Regions from separate parts of the Sus scrofa genome. Here regions 2 and 3 are each linked to region 1. A link is a contact called in public HiChIP or PLAC-seq data. All regions are on one chromosome and are shown on one strand. The core of a region is the stretch at or near the end of the contact, and the rest is flanking DNA. Distances in the headings are between cores, read along the strand shown.

Region 1 (4,933 bases), core at 852-3,351:
TAGTCCTGTGGCCTAGAACTGAAGGATATTCTGTGTTGAACAGTACTTAAAGCAGATCATTGAATGAAGTGCTGTTTTACATTTATTTTAAAATTATTTAAATCCTGCTGAATAGCATTGAGAACTTTGTCTAGATACTCATGTTGCAACAGAACAAAGGGTGGGGAAAAAATGTAATTGTAATGTATACATGTAAGGATAACCTGACCCCTTTGCTGTACAGTGGGAAAATAAAAAAAATTATATAAAAAAATAAATAAAATTATTTAAGGTGAAATTCACATAACATAAACTTAGACATTTTAAAGTGAACAATCCTGTGGCATTTAGTGCATCCCCAATATTGTGCAACTACTATCTATATACAGTGCCAAAGTATTTTTATTGCCCTATTAAAAAATCCAACATCTAACCACCTCCGGTTTCTAGTAACCATCTGTCTGTTTTTTGTCCTATAAATTTACCTATTCTGGAATTCCATGTAAATGGACTCATATAATATGTTACTTTTCATATCTGGCTTCTTTCACTTAACAGTGTTTTCAAGGTTCATCCACATTGTACCTCTTTCAGTATTTCATTCCTTTTTATGACTGAATAATATTCTATTGTATGTATATACTATAATTGGTTTATCCATTCATCTGTTGCTGGGTTGTTTCCACCTTTTGATTATTGTGAATATTACTGCTGTGAACATTCATATACAAGTATTTGAGTACTTGTTTTCAATTCTTTTGGTTATATACCTGGGGATGGAACTGCTGGGTCATACAGTAATTCTGTGTTTAATCTTTTAAGAAATTGTCAAACTATTTTCCTACATTTGCTTCTGAAAGGGAAAACCCACAGCATTAATGAAACAAACATGTCTTAGCAGGAGGAACACAGCCCTCTGAGCCTCTGAAAAGAATTCTCTGAAGAATCAAAACACGTAGAGTCATTGGCAGCAAAGGTTTTAGCCAACTGACCTCTGATCCTGGACAGATGGAATCAAAACAACAATTAGCACAGTCTCCGTAAAATACCAGGGAAAGAAATCTCAAATCAGCCCCAAACTCCAGCTAAGTTTTTGCCACATGAATTCCTTGAGATGATTCCATCCGTGCAGATCTGTTGCTCTTTGGCCATTGTACTATAATTAACCTCAAACTCAAGAGAATTGCTTTAAAGGAAGAAGCCAATTCTGATAAGATCTGTTCTAAGAAAAACCTGAAGAATAGTCTGAAGTTGCCAGAAGTCAGGTTTATGCCCCTTTCTTCCTATCAGCATAAGGATCCATATTCTGTGAGTTTTTTTAAATAATTCTTTCTTTTTTATTGGAGTAACAAGTTGCTTTCCAGTGCTGTGTTAGTTTCAGGTGTACAGCAAATGACTCAGTTATACATATACATGTATTCATTATTTTTCAGATTCTTTCCCCGTATAAGTTATTACAGAACATTGAGTAGAGTTCCCTGTGCTACTTTGAATGTTTGACTGGCAAATTAATTACCATTTAATTATCACATGGGAAGACATCTGCCTATTTTCCCTAAAACTGTTACTCTGCTGTGGCTAATTAGTACAGAGACAAATCAAATTGGCCTATTGTAGAAATAAGCATGGACTTTTGAGAGTCCAGTCTATCTACAGTTTTCTGAATGTCTCCATTGACATCCCCTTTTGTGACATTGATCTTGAAGATGTAGTGGGGCACTGAGTGGTAGACAGCCCACATCCGTCCTGCAGGGCCAATAACAAGTGACATCAGGATGTCTGACCTCTTCATGTAGGAAATAATTCACCATCCCTGTAACCACATGTTTGATCAAGCTGGGTTGGTCATGATGTGCAATGGAATTATAACCATAATAGAGTTAAGATGGAATAAATTAGAAACAAAACCCTCCTCTTTCTTGGAGGTTTTTCCAAAGTTAGTATAGTTGAGAGAATATGCCCAAATAATACACCCAGAAAATGAGCTCATCTATCAAGGACCTTGCAATGTGGCAATTCAGAATTACTCCTCAGAATTACAGAGCTATTACAGTCTGAGTGGCATGATCACCAGAAAATGAAACCTAAGGACGCTGGGTAGCCTGGGTCAGAGGAACCTCTTGGCTGCTGATCCACTGTGTCTATAATAGTTCAGCTGTGACCCCTGATGCTATGCTGCCTGAGTCACATGCTCTTGAAGATTACTCCAAGTTTAAGCAGAAAGGTCAAAAGAGGACAGGGAGGCAAGGTAGCTCTACAGATGCACTTTTTGGTCAGATGTCATAGGAACAGATTAGGGAATCAGACTCTGTGGGGTCTCTGTCCATCACATGGAAAAAGACTTCTTGAGGAGGGCTCACAAATGTTGGGAAATAGAGGAATGTTTATGCCTATGGAGAAACAAAATGTCCCTGAGGTGGAACCCAGTCATACACAATTGGTGGCAGCAGATAGGAAAGACCCTGACATTTCAGACTATATTCAGGAGGATTGAATTCATAGAAAGTTTACGTCAAAACATTAAGTCTAGATCTCTCTTGAAATCTAGGCTAGCTGGACCCCTAAAGTTTGATGAACATTTTCCAAGGACAGGAGAAATTATTCTTTGTTTGAGAGTTGGTATTCATTTCTTAGGAATTTATCTCCTTCAGCTGTTACAAAACTCTTAATATATGAAGCTACTGTTGATATTTTTTTAAAAAAATTCTTGAGAAATGCATCTGATCCAAGTTAATAACTCACAGCAATATTTTTAGATGATGCCTGGGCACACTGCTTACATTAAACTGAATCCAGGTTTCACATTATATTAGAGATTGTCAGGTGATGTCCTTTCAGCTGGCACACAGGGCCCTTCTTTCTTGCCAGAGCAGAGGGCAAGTTCTTAGTAAACGTGCAAGGCTCATATGACTAATGAGAGTTGGTTTGGCCCTTAATGAGATTCTAAGTTCCATTAAACCAAAATAGGAATCAGGCATCACATCAACCTTGTGAAAGCTCCAAGAACTATTCCTGTCATTACTGGGTAAATGAATTGCAGAACCTCAATGAAAACAAAGTCTATAAATGTTGCCATACCTACCTAACCCTGCATGCTAACCCCAAAATCAGTTCAAAGGGAGTTTTTGAAAGGGAAGCTTGGTTTGTTCCTTATCAATCCTTGGGGATGTTTTTCAGCTTCCATCAGAAAACTACTATCAGTCCACTAGAGATAGGGTTTACCTGACCCTTTAGAAGCTATTTCCATAACCCATGTCTTCCCAGCTTCCCTATGACTCCAGTGGAAAATATCCTTTCATTTTACACCAAAATTATGACAGCATTCTCCCCTACCAGCTGTTTGCTGGAAATTCACGTCTCTCAAAGTGCTCTCAACAATATCTGAAACTTTATTGTACTCCCTTATATATAAAGCTCTGAAATAGAGCTTGATTTTTGGTGAGGTTTGGATTCAGATATAAGGCCTAAAGAGACATGGAAGCCCTTCTCTCCACAGTCCATAGTTTCAGTTTACTTCTTACATAGGAATTATCCACTTTTCAAGATGACTAATGGTTTAAACACCCATTCTCTAAAAGAAAAAGCCTGTGTCCCTCCAACCACTAAGCCCAGCAGAAGTCCCCTGGCTCCAATAATGCAGTCTCAAAATGACATAATATTGGCCAGTTTCCCAAACTCAGTGTTAGTCTCTTTGATCTATCATCACCTTTTTTACATTTGTATGTTCTACTCTTACTATTTCTTAGATGCAGGCATCTCTGGGTACAATAATGTGTCAGGCAGGGGAGAGGATGGGTCTGGCCCTGGATGGCATACTCCATGTAGGAAACTGAGGGAAGTTAGTAAAGGTACTATTTACAAGATATGGGCAGAGTTTACAGAAATCAGCAAGGGTAAGACAGTTTCTGGGGTTAGTAACAATGGGGAGCTGATACTGCCCATAATTCTAGAGTGGGAAAGGGAGGATTTCCCAGAACCAAGAAAGAATATGGAGAGAGCTGTCCAACAAGAGTGGTTGCCTTCAGTGGAAGATTCACCCAAACCTGCGCCCCCTGGTAGAGCCCTCCATCTTTCAATCTCCTGCTACAGTGCCTTTCATCACCACCCCACTTGCCAACCCCAACCACGGCCTGAGGGCAAGGGAGTATGTTGATGCCATCCATGTTCATCAGCCTCCCAGGTCCAGAGCAAGGCAGAGAAGGATAAAAATTAGATTTGACAAGGCCCAAGAAGGTATCTAGCAAAACTACCTCTTGTGAAACTCAACAGCTTTAATTTTTTTCTCTAAATCCATTTCTTAAAAGTTTCACAAAGTGTTCTAACATTAGTGTAATGTTTCTGTCAGTAGATTCACCTGATATTTCAAAAGCCTTAACCATATGCCCTCTAAGTCATTTCTTTCCCAAATTTAATATTCGTAATGATTTTTGTTGGTCATACTAGCAGCAGCCCTTTCTCTTCAAACATTTTATTGTATTTCTCTGCTCCTTTTGAATGTCTCTTATGATTTCTTTAAGGGGCAGCAACTAAAACTATGTACTTTATTCCAGAAGCATGCATCCTAAGGTAAGAATAAAAAACATGCTTATCCAATCAAGAAAATTTAAAAGCAATAAAGCTAAAATAAAATTTAGGAAAATAGAAATTATAACACTATTGAAAATTAAAACAATTTAGAGGTAGTTAGTAATTATCAGAAATTATCACAATATGGACCGTCAACTGAAGTTCATAGCAGGCCTTAGGGTAGAAGTTTCCCTAAATTTTAATATATTTTTGATGGCTGGAAATTAATCCTGTTTGGGGGGAATATTTTGCATAGTATAATTAAAAAACACTATTGACTAGATATAAAATGTGCACGAATCTAGCCCCCAAATAAAATTCCAAATGTGTGGCATTCTCATCTAGGTTTAGCAGGTTAAGGACCCAGTGTTTTCTCTGTGAGGATGCG
Region 2 (4,933 bases), core at 1,240-3,739, 190 kb before region 1:
TTAATCTCTAGACTCTAGCCAAAGACGTAACAAACTATCAGCTTAAAAGGAATTTTTGTTCCTGAAACGGCTCTAAAATGGTACCTTTTCTTTTTTTCCAAGTGAAATTCACGTACCATAAAATTAACCATTTACATACAGTTGACAATTCAGTGGCACTCAGTGCCTTCACAACCACCACCTCTGTCTAGTTCCAAACATTTCACTATCCCAAGAGGAAATCCCTTGAAGCAGTTGCTCCCTATTCCTTCTTCTCTCTAGCCCTGCACTTTTTTCTCTTTAATGGGATTTTTTTTTCTATTTTAAGATATTTGAAAAATATTCCTGTTACTTAGAATTGATCATTATTAACATTTGTCATTTTCACTTGAAAAAAATGTTTAACATTTTTTTAAAAAATGGCATTCCAAATGGAGCTCAAGTATCCCTTGAACCCATCTCTAGTCCCTTTCTCTTTCCTCCAACCCTTATGCAACATTTCTAGTAAATCTGGTCTATATCTTCTGAGTCCTTCTTATTTATTGTCTCTATCTAAAAAAAAAATGTGGAGCTGTTTTATAATTTTAATTTACTTACATGGTATATTGTACATATGCTGCTTGCTTTTTCCACTCAGCATTGTTTCTGATTTACCTGTGTTAACATATAGACATTGTCCATTTTGACTATTTTGTTGTATTCCCCCACATGAATCAATGATGTTTAATGAGTTCATTTCATTTAGTGATCAATATTAGGACATTGCTTTTTTCCGTTACATCATTACACAGTGAAGATATTTCTTTATACATGTCTAATGGTGTGATCATTTCTTTAGGGTGTATACCTACACGTGGACCAAATGTACATTTTCTCTTTACTAGGTCTTGCCAGAATGTTGTCCAAAGTAGCTGTACCAAGTTTATATTCCTACTTTTTTTCATTTTGCCAGCAATTTGTGGTAGACTTTTTAATTGTTGCCAGTCTAATGGGATACAATGGTATTTTATTTTGGTTTGCATTTCCTAATGTTATCTTTTCATATATTTGTCATTCAGGTGTTCTCATCTGTGACTTTTTCTGTTCATATTCTTTGCCCATTTTTTCTGAGTATGATCTTGTTGATTTTCAATTTTTGCATATGCCTTCAAACTAATCCTTTGTTGGTTTTATATATATTACAGATATCTTAATGTGCTCATTTATCAAACAGAATTCTTCAACTTTGATGTAAAACATATTTTCCATGTACTTTCTTATATAGACTGTAAATAGTTGTTTATTAAACATGATATTTTAAAATGGAGGTTTATGTTAATTTCATTTAATTTTTAATGAGAAGCTTGCTTTAAAAAGATTTTGTAGTTTTTTGAGCCATCGATGTCTGTTTCAGTGTACTTAATATATTATCACAAGAAATGTGATAATTTAGAATCCGTGGATTTTAATGCAGCCCGAATTTGATGAGTTTTAAATGAGGAATATATAGTCCTTACTAAATTCTATGTGACAAAAGCTGAAACATTGAGTACCTAAGTCCAAAGGTATTAATAAATTAGTCTAGTACACATATTAAGGGTGCTTACAATACCTTTGTCCCTTGTGGTCCAACAATCCACAACTTATGTGTTCATTAAAATAGCAAAGCTGCTTTTCTTCTTTTACAAATACTAAATCAAGATGTCCTATTTGTTTCTCCCTGGTCCATATCTGTCAACACATACATTTAACCAGGCCAATCTCTATTCTCTGTGTGGTGGAACTTTGATATTTCTGTTTTTCTGAACATTCTTTCCAGGAGTGTTCTTTCAGACATTAGTGTGACATAGGCATTAAAGTGACAGCTCAGTACTCAAAAGTGTAATTCTTTTTTCATCAAGTATTGTTATATTATCAATATCAAGTTTTATATCCAGTAGTATTTACATATATGAGTCCCAGCCTTCATTTAACTTCTTAGGATGGCACTCAGGAAACCTCTTTCCCTTGATTTCACTAGTCATATACATGTATGCTCTAGTGGCACTGATCAAAAAAAAAAAAAAACCAGCATAAGCTGTTTTTTTTCTTTTGTATTTCATACTGTTATAGATCTATTTTATTGGGCAGAATTAATTACGAAACTGGTCCAGCCTGCACTGGTTTATTCATTTTCAGTGTTGTTGAAAGAGAGCACTTAAATGATCTGACTATATGATAGCAAAAATCCTAAATTGTTGACATTTGGTCCCTAAGAAATCTAAATTTTAAATAATAATCCTTATAAGCTAGGATAGGACTCTTACCCTGTGAGCATTGCTACTTTATTTGAAAAGAAAGTGAGATTAAAAATAATTTTCTCTCTGATGTCTAGGTTGGTCACAGCAGATGTAGCTTTTTACACTGGAAATCTTCAAGCCTTAAAAGGCCTTAAAGATTTGGACCTAAACATGGCCGAGATCTGGGAACAGAAAAGGTGATGACATACTGGAAAACTGGGTAGTTCATCTGACCACAGGATGTATGTTTATGATGAAATATGGATGCCTGTGACGCAAGAACTGAACCTGGAACCCAAAGCGAACTGGGGTTGGGGAAGGGGAAAAGGAAAGTATCAGTGTTGGGAAACTGGGATTCAGTGGGATCTACAAGGAATGCCATTTGTGTGCTTCCTTCAAAGAGGAGTAACTGATCAGGTATCTATAACATTTTTCATTCTCTATGGAAACAGACTCAGGTTTCTTTGGACCAAATCCAAAAGAACACATAGCTGTAACACAGCTGTAGTTGACTAGAATGCTCTGTATACTTTATATTAAAAAATGCTTTGCATTTCTTCCAGTGCAATGAAATTCATATGGTGTCCCACCTTATTTAATGATGGTACAATTTAAAATATTAAAATCTTAGTCAACTTCTGTAGAAAGTTTTCTCTATGAAAGTAAAGCTGTTTGAAAATTATTTTTTTACAGATCTTTCTATAAAAAATAAACATCTTTTGATTGCTTGGATTTAGGAATTCATCAATTTTTGTTTCAGTAACCAATGTCAAGTTTTAGGCTTTGTGTGACCCATATTTAATCTTTCTACCACCGCTGTATGTCAACTGCGTAAAGCCTTCCAGAATAGTCTAAATACTTGAAAGGCTGATCACAGTAGTAATTAAAGAGTAAGATTTTTGGTGTTTATTTATACTAATTTAAATATGTTTCAGATATGGTATATGAGAGCCTGCAGTTTTAACAGCTGTATTTTTATAAAAGTATCTATAAAGGGTTGGGTGTTTGGGTTTTTTTTTTTTTTTTTTCCTTTTTATTTCTAACAGAGGTAAGAATACATTTTCATATATTCTGCCTACTTATGAGTTCTTATTTTAACACTGAGATAACACTGAAGTATGGCCCCCTTGGGTTCTTGTTGGTAAGTTACTTTCAATGTGTGTATGAACAAAGACCAGGAAGGAACAGAACTTTTACAATATAGGCTGCTGTGTTGGGGCCAGAAATATAAGGTGATGAGTAAGTTATTTAAAGACTTTTATAATACCTACCTTCAAAATTAGAATCAGCAGCACTCTACAAATGAAAGTGCCTGTGCATCACTTCACACCAGGAATCTTGCCTAACCTGTCAGAGTGCCTAACCTTGTGGTGATTATGTACAATGAAACAGTCTTAGTTTGTGCTTTTTGGTTTCCTGAAAGGAAAGCCTGTTTTCTTTCCTTCATCATTACAGAGGTATGTCATTGGTTCTTAAACTGTCTAAAATAAAGCTGTAAAAAATTATCAGACTTTAAAAGACAACTTTTTTTTAATAGAATATAGTAAACTTTAAACAAGCAGCTTACTCAAAAACAAGTATGGAAGCATTGGAAAATGTAACCCATTCTTAGAGAAAAGTCACAATTCAAGTCATTGGTTGAAGGTTATTCATGAACATTTCTCAGTGACAACAAGCAAGCTTCAAGAAATGAAGCTTCAAGGAAAGGTAACTTTTTATAAAGCTGTACCCCCCACCCCCCACTATACTAGAGAACAAAGATGTGAAAGAAATGCCCTACCTCCACCCACCCCATCTCCCCCTTCCGCTGGGAAAAGAAACACCTTTATTTCGATAAATGGAAATAAAGTCTTGTGGAAAGCATGTCAGGCATCCCCGCTTTAGAACTAGATGAAAGGTATTGAATGCCTTCAAGTTTAATTCTTGGAAATAATGATGTAGTTAATTTAAGGTAAATGCAAAAACTGGATTTGTTAGGTATCTGGCCAGTGAGCACTTAAGTATTCCAAGAGCAAATCTTCCGACCGTTAAGCGTAACTGTTTAGCAAGAGTATATAAACCATTTTTCTTCACCATTTCATAAAGTTAACATTGAAAAGTATAAGTGTACACATGTATTGCTTCACAGCTTTATTTCTGAAATCACAAGCAGTTCAAAGTGATCATTATTGAGGCCTCCGTTAAAAGATTTTCCAGCAGAGCTGCCCCAGTTTTAAGATTAAACAATATTGCACTTTAAGATGAATTAACTTTCAGGATCCTCTTTGAAAAAGAAAAGTATTGCTTCCACCTATGCTTTTCTTAGACTAAAAGCATACTGCAGAAAACTCTACTTTAGAAATTAACACTGCAGGGTATGGTAACAGAGTAAAGCACCTGCCTATTTTAGAATCCTAGAGAACATGTAATTGTAAGAAACCATTCAGCCCATAATTAGTATAAAGTGTACATGGTATTTTCCATTTCAGTGGTCCAAGATACGAAGGTTCCCGGATACAATCTTGTTTTCTAATACTGCTCCAGGTGGGATGTCAATTCGGTCACCATGATTTGCAATGATGATAACTGTTCCCTAAGGGACAGGAAAACAAAAAGCAAAAGTGTACTCGCAACTGTAGCTGAAATGCAATTGATTTTCTTACAATTATCACATTCACGTAGAAACTCCAGTTAAAATATTTATAAACAATATTAAA
Region 3 (4,933 bases), core at 1,553-4,052, 140 kb before region 1:
TGGTTACTCCATTTTGTTCCTGCTTTATGTGAGACACCCTCCTTCACCCACCCACCCCTTTTCCCTCTTCTCCCAGTAAGTTTGTTTCAAATTACCCAACCCTGAGCTGACCAATGCCAAGGGGACAGACGTACCACCTGCAATAGGGATAAACAGTGGGTTCTTCCTTATCTGCGGGCACTTGCTCACTGGCCTGCTCATCACCGACCGGGAGCACTTACGCTAAAGAGCCTTGTAACAGTAAAGAGCCTCTTCCAGATCTCCTTGTGTTCGTGTCTTACTTTCCAACCCTGACGATCCGAGCTGGGGTCACTTTTCCCCAATATCATGAAGTGGCACAAGCTAAGTGTCAGTGAGTGGAAATATCAGTAAGTGCTACAGCAAAGAACAATTTGATCTGCTACCCAAAAATTAAAAAACAAAAATCCCAACCCTTAAACTTAAAAAGTGATCTGTGGAGATAGTATAGTCATTAGCCAATAAGGTTTATCACTTCTAATATAGCAGACATGTTAATGAAACAAACACATGGAGACTTTATACCTGAAGTACAAATTTAAACAACAATACACGGGAGCACAATTGTGTTGAATTTTTCCTCTGAGGGGAGAGGTGTCATCTTTTAGTGCAAAACTGCCAATTTAAAAGGAAAACTACCAGAGTTCCCCTTGTAGCACAGTGGTTAATGAATCCAACTAGGAACCATGAGGTTGTGGGTTCGATCCCTGGCCTTGCTCAGTGGGTTAAGGATCCAGCGTTGCCGTGAGCTGTGGTGCAGGTCACAGACCCGCGGCTCAGATCCCACATTGCTGTGGCCCTGGCGTAGGCCGGTGGCTACAGTTCTGATTAGACCCCTAGCCTGGGAACCTCCATAAGCCGTGGGAAGCGGTCCTAGAAAAGGTAAAAAAATGAAAATAAATAAATAATTAAAAATAAAAGGAAAACTACCATTAGAGCAAAATTGGATGGCAGCCAAATGCAATGCTAGATTGAATCAAGGAAAAGCAGTCTGAGTAAGTCAGTAGTTTAGTTAATAGTAAAGTACTTATGATAATTTCTTAGTTTTGACATACGTGCAACTTTTCTATAAATCTAAAATTATTCCAACGTAAAAATTTTATTTTTTTAAAAAGTGGCTGACAAGGGAAAGGAGTAACAATACACACAGGTATTCCCACTTGATTTAGAAATCTCCTGAAAACAGTTAGTCATTAACAGCAAAGGATGTGACAATTAGTCAATTCTCTGTAAGTTCTGTAAAGTGTAAACAAGGAACACCTGGAGTTCAACTAATACTATTAACTTTTAAAGAGAAGTGACATGTCCACTTTTCTCTAGTATATTCCTACAATATTGGCTTTCTGGTAATTAAATATTGTTGCTGTTGCTACAAAACCAGCAAACTTCTGACAATTACCTCCGCTTTCTATTCTTGCCTAAGATGTTTATTCAATATGAACATAAAAAGCATCTCTCACCACTTACAAGGCATAATATGAATTTAAAAGTCTAATGACAACTGACATTTCTGAGCTTAGTGCTAAAAGCAGACATGAGTGTCTCAAATGCTTTCATAATAATGCAGGCAAGTCAAATTCTCTTTATTATATACAAAACTGAAAAAAGAGTTAATAAAGTACTTTAAAACCTACTAGGGTATTTTCATGCCCAGGGTCAAATGATAACCATTACTGGCACAATTTTTTAAGGTACATCTACATTTACTGACAGTCTCAAAAAGTGGTTGTGAACTTTACTAGCTGTGTGTTCAGCAAGATGGCTGAAGCTTTCACACTCTGGGGTCGGAAAGAGAAGGGTTTACTTGCATACCACAAGGCAAGTCCTATGCTACAAATTAGTGACAGAGGTTTAAGGTAGCACCAACTTCAATGTGTTCACATTCACAGACGTATACACAATGTTAAAGCTCAACTCAGTTGAGTGGCATTCCCTAACCCTTTTTTAAAAACACACAGAATTTAGAGGGCAATTTTCAAATTTCAAAGAAACCTTAATAATCCTCCAGATTTCAAAGAAGGAAAAAATAAATAAACACAGCAATGCAGCAAAGTCATTTCTCCTACTGAAATGACCTCCAGCTTCTAGGAGCTACTCCCGGTTTCGCAATAAATGAATCTGAGACTCAAACCACGTACACACCAATGGAGAAGCTGAGAACACTAAAGCTTCCCCAACAGTCCTGGCAAAAACCCACTTGCCTCTCCCCAGCCCTCCAGTTCTTCTTCCCATCTGCACCCACAGAGTTACCTTGACTTCGACCAAGAAAAGAGAACAGGGATTAATCAGCAGCCAAAATCCTGTTTTCTCATTTTCAGCCACTATCCTGGGGAGCCAGAGTGCTACTAACCTGATTCCAGGGAGGCAGAACTAAACGCAGCAGAGTACCAGGGTATAAATTATACGTATCTGAAACACCAACCCAGCCAGCACTCAAGACAGCTCAAATGTCAGTTTAACGAAAAGGGTTTTGCAAACAGTATCTCAAATGAACATTTCCACTTTGAAACCACCCACCAACCTCTCGACTGTCAGTACCCAAATTCAGTACTACTAAAGTAACCCGGGAGATAAGAAGCGTGTCTTACCTTGTACAAATCTCGACATTTTAGGGATTTATTAAAATACTCTGGCTTTTGTATATATATTTAAATTTCTAGAGGAGTCACGCTATAGAGCGGGTCTCTCTTCCACCTCTGCTTTAACAACCGACCGACGAGTTCTTTCTCCTCTTCCAATGCTTAGCCACTTATGGGAGTATTTCTTAAAAGCGACTAAAACTACCTCAAAAAAAAAAAAAAAAAAAAAAACCACCCAGGAGAACCTTCCCCACTTCCAAAAGACAGAAACTTGGTGCGACTGAGTCTGCTTGGAACTCCAGCCCACACTGCACCCCAACACAAATGAGGGCCAGATGGAGACTCCCGGAAAAGGTAAAATCACAAGAACTTAAATTTCATCAATGAAAGAGGCGGATCTAGAGCAGCTACTTCACCGCCCCCGGGTCCCCACGCCCTCCGGGGCCGGACAGCAGCAGGCAAAGGCGGGCCGCGCCCCCGGTTCCCCCTCCCCTCGCTGCCGTACAGGCTCCGGCCCATTCCCCGGAAAACTCCGGCCAACTGCAGTCCCCGCCCAAACAGGGGTCGGGAGGAGGGAGAGGGGGCAAAGAGGCGCAAAGAGGGTCCATGGAACCATTTCTACCAGCCCATAAATATCCCGGGACTAGGAGGTGCTAAAAATTCCGTGCGCGGGCGTGCAAGGGCCTCCCGGCGCCCCCCTCCCGGCTGCGAGTGGCGGCAACACTGCGGCGGCTTTTTCCCGGGAGGGGCCGAAGGCTCCAGGGCCCCTCCCCCTCAGAGGACACTAGGGGGCCACCCGGGAGGGGAGAACCCGTGCGCCGCCCCGAGTCCGAGGTACAGGAGCCCGGGAGGGCCCGCCCGGACTACTGCACATTCTAGTCCCTCCTGGCCGAACCCAAATTCGGCCTCTGGGGCCAAACTGTGGGTCAGGCAGAGGGGCTCTAAACGCCTTAGAGAGGAGGAACGCACCCGCCCAAGGGGTGGTGGGAAGTCCGCCCCGGCCCCTCCCCAAACCGCCTCGGAGACCCACCTTCCACCTCCTCCTTTAGCAGCTGAGAACTTGGGGGCGTTTATGGCGCCCCCGGAAGAAGGTTCGCAGACTGAGAGACTATCACCTCTGCGGCACCCTTCTCTCTCCCCTTCTCCTTTCACACATGCACACCTCCAGCCTCTCGCCAGTGGTCGCAGCCCAGCTACTGAACCCCCTCTGTCCACCTGGCTGCGGTCTCGCAACACCCAAAGCCCCCCCTTTCTCCTAAACACTTCCCCTCCCCCTCCATTCGGAGCAGCCCCCCTCAATGCGGAAATGTCCCCGCCGCGCAGACAGATAGGAGCAGCCACCAGTCAGGAGCCGAGGCGGATTCAGGCCCTGGCCAATGAAATGTACGGAGGTGGCAGGGGGCGGGACGTCTGCGGCCTGAGGGAACCCAGCTGAAGTGGGCGATGATCCCGGCGACGGATCCCGTGTGTGAGAGCCCCACCTCCCACGACTGGGAAAGGGGTGTTCCACCACTAAAACTCCAGCTTTCCATGGATACTTCAGCAAGGGAGAGAACCTGAAGCACCAGTGGTTATTTTTACAGTGCTTAAAAATGTTTCGGCTTACCAGAGATTGAAGATGCCTATCCTGTGGCTGAAGCCAGAGCACCCCACTGCAACTACTCAACAACTTGAGAGAGCCCAGGCCCTTTTCTGTAGACACAAACTATTCACACACCTGGTCTTGGGAGGGTGAAGATGCGTTAAGAAGAAAGCAGTGGGATGTGTGGGATCCACAAACAGGAAGAGGCTTGTAGCGCATTAAAGAAAATGCCAAGTGAAGGCTCTCACCCCAGAACCACCACCCGAGTTCCTATTCCTGTAGAGATTTCCACTGTAACAGGCGTTAACTTTTCTAATCAAAGTAGAAATGGTTTAACTCTCAAGAGATGCTCACCTTTTAATAGATTCTTGAAGTCCTCAAGGAAAGAGAACAGCAAAAGAATGTTTGCAGTGACTTGGGGACGGCAAGAGGGCCAGCCCAGCGCCCGCTAAATCACAGCTTGTATTGCCAACTCCCTACCTGTAAGACTCATTGCGCCTGTCACTGGGTGTATCTCAGACTTTACAATTTATGACTCAACCCGCCTGCAACAGGATAAATGAATTGTCAGTGCTCTCTTTAGTTGCCTCCCGTAAACCAAGTCCATCTTGAAGAGTTTGAGGCATTGGACAACATTAATCAACCAAGGTAAAGTGAGAATTTTTGAATGACCCATTCTCTAAACACTTGATTTTTCTGGTGTTGCATATTTGTATGGAAGTGTTACTAAACTAATACAGGCAAGCCCAGTGAT

Evidence for each region. HiChIP or PLAC-seq counts read pairs in DNA pulled down with a chosen protein or histone mark.
Region 2: a contact with region 1 is called in an H3K27ac HiChIP or PLAC-seq map of alveolar macrophages. The contact joins two enhancer-like sites. A contact is called at or near these places in 2 of 2 datasets of contacts at active chromatin or transcription factors (alveolar macrophages and skeletal muscle).
Region 3: an H3K27ac HiChIP or PLAC-seq map of skeletal muscle shows a contact between it and region 1. The contact joins the promoter of UGP2 here to the enhancer-like site in region 1. A contact is called at or near these places in 5 of 47 Hi-C or Micro-C datasets (fibroblasts, heart right ventricle, psoas muscle and 1 more) and 2 of 2 datasets of contacts at active chromatin or transcription factors (alveolar macrophages and skeletal muscle).

The regions. Positions count from the first base shown.
Region 1 is chr3:78,165,835-78,170,767 of Sscrofa11.1, forward strand. No RefSeq gene overlaps it. Among named protein-coding and RNA genes, the nearest start is that of MDH1, 95 kb to the right of the region's middle. Within about 2 kb of position 2,102, at least 8 of the 83 cell types and tissues checked have an H3K27ac peak or open chromatin away from gene starts, as enhancers often do. A contact at or near this core is called in alveolar macrophages and skeletal muscle, where this site is marked.
Region 2 is chr3:77,971,697-77,976,629 of Sscrofa11.1, forward strand. VPS54 (vacuolar protein sorting-associated protein 54) reads left to right here. Exons shown (of 23, transcript XR_002342640.1): 23 at 2,333-4,933. It overlaps UGP2 (UDP-glucose pyrophosphorylase 2), which reads right to left. Exons shown (of 10, transcript NM_213980.1): 10 at 4,353-4,809. The coding sequence ends at 4,702. Among named protein-coding and RNA genes, the nearest start is that of UGP2, 56 kb to the right of the region's middle. Within about 2 kb of position 2,490, at least 3 of the 83 cell types and tissues checked have an H3K27ac peak or open chromatin away from gene starts, as enhancers often do. A contact at or near this core is called in alveolar macrophages, where this site is marked.
Region 3 is chr3:78,027,831-78,032,763 of Sscrofa11.1, forward strand. It overlaps UGP2 (UDP-glucose pyrophosphorylase 2), which reads right to left and starts at 2,803. Exons shown (of 10, transcript NM_213980.1): 1 at 2,607-2,803. The coding sequence starts at 2,625. LOC106507380 (proline-rich protein HaeIII subfamily 1-like) reads left to right here and starts at 2,933. Exons shown (of 2, transcript XM_013987892.1): 1 at 2,933-2,951; 2 at 3,005-4,032. The coding sequence starts at 2,933. The coding sequence ends at 4,032.